Linked DNA regions of Mus musculus: region 2 is linked to region 1. Evidence: chromatin contacts called from public Hi-C data. All regions are on one chromosome and are shown on one strand. Each heading gives the region's core, a stretch centred on a gene start, on an enhancer-like site or on the middle of the called end of the contact. The rest is flanking DNA. Distances are from core to core; before and after follow the strand shown.

The links. Hi-C and Micro-C count contacts between places; a contact is called where the count stands out from the background.
Region 2: a contact with region 1 is called in a Hi-C map of adipose-derived mesenchymal stem cells, with 2.4 times the contacts expected there. The contact joins two enhancer-like sites. A contact is called at or near these places in 3 of 484 Hi-C or Micro-C datasets (the HPC-7 cell line, adipose-derived mesenchymal stem cells and embryonic fibroblasts).

Annotation. Positions count from the first base shown.
Region 1 is chr9:53,142,323-53,145,832 of GRCm38.p6, reverse strand. The region is part of intron 16 of Ddx10 (DEAD box helicase 10); the gene reads left to right. Among named protein-coding and RNA genes, the nearest start is that of Ddx10, 100 kb to the left of the region's middle. Within about 2 kb of position 1,437, at least 11 of the 459 cell types and tissues checked have an H3K27ac peak or open chromatin away from gene starts, as enhancers often do. A contact at or near this core is called in adipose-derived mesenchymal stem cells, where this site is marked.
Region 2 is chr9:52,527,629-52,531,398 of GRCm38.p6, reverse strand. Gm33210 (a long non-coding RNA gene) reads left to right here. Exons shown (of 4, transcript XR_870746.1): 4 at 1,267-1,432. Among named protein-coding and RNA genes, the nearest start is that of Gm33210, 45 kb to the left of the region's middle. Within about 2 kb of position 1,643, at least 28 of the 459 cell types and tissues checked have an H3K27ac peak or open chromatin away from gene starts, as enhancers often do. A contact at or near this core is called in adipose-derived mesenchymal stem cells, where this site is marked.

The DNA of each region.
Region 1 (3,510 bases), core at 188-2,687:
CCAGTATTTAGTGGTTTGGGAGATACGGGTTTCTAAAATCCATCCATCCATCCATCCATCCATCCATCCATCCATCCATCCATCCATCCATTGCTTGTTTTTTGTTTAAGTATATTAACCGTGTGTGTGAGTGTGCATGTGTACACATTACAGTGCACATGTGTAGGTCAGAGGACAACTTGCTGGAGTTCTCTCCTTTCACCATGTGTGTCCCTGGTTTAAATAAATACAGGCTTTCCGGATTGGTGTCAAGCATGCTTACCCACTGAGCATTTTACTGGCTCCAAGATACAGATCTTTTCGTTAATGAAAACTTTCTAAAGTAAAGAAATAAGCTGAACAGGAGGACTGCTTGTTTTTCAGCTAACAAAATGAAATATAGTTGTCATGATGATCAATAGAGTACATTGCTTTTGGAGTTAAGAGTTGTTAGTCTTTGAAATAAAGCTCATTATTTAGCTCTCATTTAGCTAGGTTTCCTAAGGCACTGGTGGTTGGTCACACATGCTGATTATAAGAGCTGATGGCTGGAAGGAGTTTTGCAGTTATGTAAAGAAAGAAAAAACAGTGCAAAAACTTGAGATACACCCTCAGACTTGTCAGGGCTCCCATAACTTTGAAAAGAAGGAGGATTTATTAAGTAGAAGTATATTGCTGATGAAATAGAATATTGTTGATAAAGGAACAAAGAGAACAACTTAGAACTGAAACCCTGGAAAGTGACATTATATTGAAATTTAAAACAATTTATATATTTTGAGGTTGAAAGTTCTATAGTCATAAGTCTTTCTAGTTTTATTGCTGGGATACTTAATTTACTTTGACAATAATGGTCTTAAGAATAGTTTACTCAGCAGATAAAGGCAAGTAAAAGAGGGAAATAGAGGAGAAACAAAGTAAGGGCAGGAGTAGAGAAGAATATTATAGAAGAAAAAAGAAAGCAGTAAGAGGCGAGGAGAAAGAAAAAGATTTACTAAGAATGAGAGTGCATGCAGCAGTAGGTTCAGCTCAGACAGAAGATAACACAGGGAAAAGCATTCCCAGACTTGTGTACTGGGAGCACATTTCATCAACTGATAGTAAGGAACCTTCTCTTGATGGACCTGGGCCTGAACTCAAATCTGTGCAGCCACACATCTGTCTTTCACTGCGATAGAACACGGAAACCTTGAAGCTACAACCATCTGTTTTACACCTACTTTGCTATGTTACTTCAGCAGGGTGATTAACGCTGGGGAGTCTTGGAAGTATGAAAAAAAGGCCCCGTGTCCCTACATACCTCAGTGGTTGTGGTTGCTTCCTACATTCCTGGCACAGTTGGGAAGCACCCCTCATCTTGAGCAGCTACCCTAGGGATTTTGAGCTGGGGAGTTTTAGAAGGGTGAGTCAACCTGTCTAGCCCACAGATTGCAAAGCTAAGCGTGACCACTAGAGGCCTCTGCCACACAAGGGAAACTATTAATGTGAAAACAGTCTGGCTGACATAATAAATGCAAACACCAGCATATGCTATAGAAAAGAAGAGGTGGCATCCTACTTAGGTTTCTATTGCTGTGATAACGTCCACGACCAAAAGCAACTTGTGGAGGAAAGGATTTATTTCTGATTATAGTTTTGTAGTGCATTTGGAAGGAACTCAGGGCAGAAACTCAAGGCAGGAACCTGGAGACAAAACTGAAGCTCAGGCTATGAAGGAACTGCTTACTGTTTTACTCCTAATGGCCCGCTCAGCCTGATTTCTTATGCAACCCAGGACCACCTACCCAAGGGTTGTACTGCCCAAAAGGATCTCGGCCCTCTCAGTCATTAATCAAGACAATACCCCACAGGTTTGCCAACAGGCCAGTCTTATTGAGTCATTTTCCTCAATGAAGATTCCTTCTTTGCAGCCATCTAGATCTGTCAGGTTGACTAAAGCAACCAGCAGAACTGGCATATTTAAGTTTAGCTCCCACTATACATATGATTGGCAGTTTCTAATTTTCATGAACCCATAAAGAAGCTTTATGTAATCTTTCTGTATGTGTTTTCCCTATTATGCTTCCCTTTTTGCTTTTTATTTTTTATTTTTTGTACAAGATGTTAGAGCAGTTCACTTAAAAATCAAATGACTCATTTAGAGCAATCACTATTAGTAAGTGAATATATTGGAATGAGGTATTTCTGCTTCCCCAAATGACAAAGCTCTTTTACTGTATTGCATGTAAAAGTTTTGCTTAATTTTTGTTTTTCTAGTCTGCTCAATAGATTTCCCAAATAGATAAATGTGGTTGCAAATGCCCTTAAATCCCAGACGGGGTTCTGCGTTTTATCTTTAAAGGAGAAAGGAGTCAGTGGGTAATGAAAACAGACAGGTGAACACAGCTAACAAAGAATAAGCTTTGCACTGATTATTTAAAAGTGTTCTTGGTTTTAGAAGTGAGTGATAGGGCAGTGATTTCCTATTTTTAAGAATTTATGGTATCTACTATCTCTTGTATTAGTGGCATAAGGAAGACTTTTGAGGATACATTTTTATTTTTTGTTTTGCGTGGGCTTTAGAGTTACAAAGCTTTATTGTTTCTTCTTTTTAAGCCATAAAGACTTTTGTTGGAGAGCACCATAAACTAGTGCTCCAAAGAATCTAAAGTTAGGTACTAGAAGAATTTGTCCTTGCAAGTAGTCATGTGTCTCTAAAATACCACTAAGAAGAATTTGTTTTTTCTCTCTGATACAGTTTTTGTTTGTTAGGTTTTTTCTTTTTGGCCCTCCAATGAAAATACTTGGAAACTAAAATTTTGTTGCTGTTGTTATTATAACCAACAATAAGTAATTTATCTTTACTCTATTTTCTTGCTTTGGGGAAAAGATATTGCCAGGTATTTATAATATTTCATGCATAAAGATTTTTCTCTTCCATGTTTTTTTTTATTATTATTGATATATTACAGGATTGAAAGATTTCTTTACTGGAAGACAACTCTTGAATTTGTTATTTTTATGGTGTGTTGGTGTAGCTGTTCTACAACATCATCTGGAGTGCCTTAGCCTTTCAGAATGCTTTCATCAAGATAATCTTTAAGCAATGAGTTTATGAAATAAGTGGAAGCACTATAGCCTTAAAACTTCTGAAAGAAGCTTGCCTCAGAATATCTGCTCACTGACTTGGACCAGGTCAGATTTAACTGGTGAAATGAAAGCATTCTCAGGTTTCTGTCTGACTCAACAAAGGTCTTTTGGCCTTATTCAGGACTTTGTTTTGTCTCTAAAGTCCCTGGGGCCTTCAGTCTCTTGAGGGTTAGGTGCACCATCTCTGAATGAACACAGACCTGGCAGTCCTCTACTGTATGTGTGTTGGGGGCCTCATATCAGCTGGTGTATGCTGCCTGTTTGGTGGTCCAGTGTTTGAGAGATCTCGGGGGTCCAAATTAATTAAGACTCCTGGTCCTCCTACAGGATCATCCTTCTCAGCTTCTTTCAGCCTTCCCTAATTCAACAACAGGGGGTCAGCTGCTTCTGTCCATTGGTTGG
Region 2 (3,770 bases), core at 394-2,893, 610 kb after region 1:
CTATCTCCAGGTTCGGCCTTGAGTCCCTGCCCTGGCTTCCCTCAAAGATGGACTGTAACATGGAAGTGTAGGCCAAATACTCCCCTTCTTCTCCAAGTTGCCCTTAATCAGAATGTTTTATCCTAGCAACAGAAAGCAAAGGAGGGAAGCCAGGAAGCATGCTCACACTCTGAGGCATCCATCTCTGAGACTTAAGCTTCACTGTAGACAAAACTGACATGAGCATTACCTCTACTGGCCATGCTTCATACACAGCTCTGCCCTTTTCAGTGGGACATTTCCAAAGTCTAAAGTGACATGAATTAATCAGATTGCTGAAAAGTTCGATATTGGGAGTAAGACAGAATGAAATAAAGTATGCTGTGCCAGACTTCATGAAAACCTGGGGCCAGGAATGAGGAAGAGGGCGAACACTGAAATCTTGGCTCTTTGTTCTAATCATCTGCCCTTCTGCTTCAGCTGCTTCTTAGAGTCATCTTAAGAGTAACACAATTGATAGATTCACAGATTATCTCTGTTATTTACCATGTAGCAAAGTTTATGAAAAAGCCAGATTGGTCTGAAGACAGGTAGAAAAGCTGTTGTGGAGTAAAAGCAAAGAGAAACTGTGGTCTGGGTTACAAGCTCCAGTGTAAGCTGTCACCGGCTGCACCATGTTGTGTGGTTTCATGCCAAAGCCCAGATGAGGGCTACGGGACACTAGTTAAGAGTTCATAGGAGTTGTTGTTAGTAAAATTTCCTGCTTGGCATTGACATTAGAGAAAGAGAGACAGAGAATTTATTTGGCAATTTAGATGCACCAGCAGGTACCCAGGTAGTCAGAGGTAAACTGGCATCTTGAGTTATTTGGAGAAGAAAAGGACCCAGCTGGATGAAGGAAGTAGAGAAAAGACACCCTTTGTGAAGGGTTCATTCTGTGGGTGTGGAAAGATGAGTACTTTCAGAGAGGGCCACTCTCATGTGAAGAATCATGGAGGCATGAGGAAAGGCCCAGGCTATGAAGCTGCAGCTACATCTCAGTCCTCTTAGGAACGCACTGATGTTTCTCCCCTACCCCATCTGCATTTCAAGCTTTGGATCCAGGTAGCAATCCCATGCTTGGAAACCACAGAATTGAAGCAATTTTCTGCTCTTGACTCAGAAAACCAAACTCCTTCTATGTTTTTAAATTGGGATGTTTCCAACTTCAGTGAAAATGCATTCAAAATGGCTATTTGGCTCAACAACTCTGTCTTTGTGACTCGGGTTGTTTTCTCCCTCTTACAGAAAACGGCACAGACTTAAGGCAGTGGGGAGACAAAGGAAGATGTTGTTCGACACAATCAAATATGAATGGAGTGGAATTGGCCTCACCAGGAGGATCTCAAGAGGCTGTTCACACCTGTGAAGAGCAGCCTGGTCCAGGAAGACCAATATGGCAAATGGCAAACCCCATTGGAAGAAAGGTATCTTAAGCAGATAAAGTCAAATATGCCTCTCAACTGCAGCAAAACGGCAGCGGGGATGGAAGGGGTTACGTCCAGATGGAAACCAACCACTGCTGTTGCAACATTCCTTGGTATCCTGGGGATATTAAAACTGGGGGCTGGTTGTGAGATGCTCAATACTCCTGCATACTGAGTGAGTGCAGAGGAAGCCGGAGCCTGGTGTGGCTCTGCCCTACTGCCAAGTCCAAGCTTAGTCATGTCTTACTCATCTGTGCCTGTCATCTATAGCAAATTAGTTTTTCTCAGGAATGGAACGAGTTTCATACAATCGCATCTTAGAGGTCATTTGCAGTGATTAAAGGAAATGGTGAGATGTTTTCCAGATGCAGACCACTCTGCTCAGCACATAGTGAGAGCTCACAAATCACTAGAACAGGAGAGGGTGCTGAGACAGATGTTGCTGACATGTGAGAAAGTGGCTATCCTCTTGGAGCCATTGTGGTTTTCCTGCTATGGTCAGAGGAAGACCCCAGAAGTAGCATGGTCATTACTCAGCCACACTCCAGCTCGTCAGCCATGGTGAAAACAAAACCACAAAGGGAGATCAGCAGTTTATCTTAAAGATCTTGAAATGAGTCAAGGGAATTTGAGCAGAAGTTCAGGTGAGTGCCAGGAAGGATGGGACCCTTTGCTTTGTATGTGAGGTTGAGTAGAATTCTCTTTTCCTGTCCCATGTGACAACACAGACTTCAGTGGGCAGGAGCTACCACTGCAGCCTAGACCAGCTCCTAGTGTGTTCTTTGTCTCTTTTAATGAGCTCATAACTGTATAACTATGTAAGTGATGATTCCAAGTAAGGCATACTGGATTTATATTTTACAGTCTTGTCAACCAGAGAGAGAAATAAGATATTCTCTCTGGTTATATAGTTTCCAGTTTGAAATTAGTAGGGAAAGCAGCAATGGGCCAGTTTAGTGGAAGCACAGCCAACCTTAAGTCATCACTGACTCTATGCTGGGAATAGGCAGTGTTGGTGCCCAGATCATAGTCAACTACTGTGTCCATGAGGCAGTCACATCGGATCAATTTACAGGGTACCATGCTATTGAGGAAATGGGTGTGGAGGAGGGCAATCTCAGAAGTTGAAATTTTTGATAGCTGGAGTCAAGATTTATATGATTTCTATTAATTGATATCTTGCAAACTTTGAGAATTGATATTGAGCTTCGGTTGTACTAAATATGTGTAGTATCCTAGGTGTATATTTGTTAAGATTCCATTCCTTCAAGTAACAAAAATGTCAGCAATGTGAGGAATACACCTTGCATACTTAGTGCACTGAGACATGATGCTCAACAGACAGTAGCAATAACTGTTTACAACTCTGCTGTCTTTTATTTAACAAATGCATAATATACAACCTTAAGCTATAAGTTGTCTCCTCCTTCACAGATAATAAAAAATCCCATCAGGGTAGGGACCCTTTGTCTTTATGCTACAGGCTTTCCATTGTACGCATATCACGGAGGATCACTAAATAGTCAGTAGAGAATAATAAGTGAGCAAATGTTGAACCAGGTAGCTGGTGGCCTGGCGGATGCTTTTTACATCCTTCTATGGTACAGTTGAGATATGCATTGTAAGCTGTCTTCTTTAACAACTAATAGAAATAGTTCTATTTATTTATTCATTTAACAAATAGTCATTGGGTGTCTATTAATATAGCTAACATGAGTCAGTCTCTGCTTAGACAGTAGCTCATTAATTTCCATCTCTCTGCTGTGTTTATGAAATGACCTCTGCTAGCACAGGGATTTGCTGTCCCTTTGTAAAGGCCAACTAGACCCAGAGCATAACATTGTATGGGTTGTTAGCCTCACATGTAGGTGAAACTTATCAAGGAAGGCAATCACAATCTGATTTCCATCCCTCACTGACTTTTACATAATGGATCCCAATAAATGACAAATAGATAAACTGATGAATGATTTCTTAGGGTTCTCATAGAGTATCTGGACATCTATGCCTTCTTGTATCAGCAGATCAGCAGGTCCTTTGAGTGAGGCAGAAGCAGCAACTTCTATGGGCTGTGTCCTTTGAGTCTTCCAGGACTTGCATGAATGGCTTCAGTGATGGGTTTTCCCAAGGTCTCTCAAGCAAACAGAACAATACAGAAAAACTAACACTGAGAGGCAAAATGAATCTTAAGAAAACATATCATGAGCTTGTTGCTAGTATTCTCTTTTCTCACAGAGAAGGCATATGTGTCCTCTCTCCCAACCTTGGCCCTTTGCTCTCAGAGCTCCAACTCATATAATTAGTAATTTGAAACAATTGTTTCCA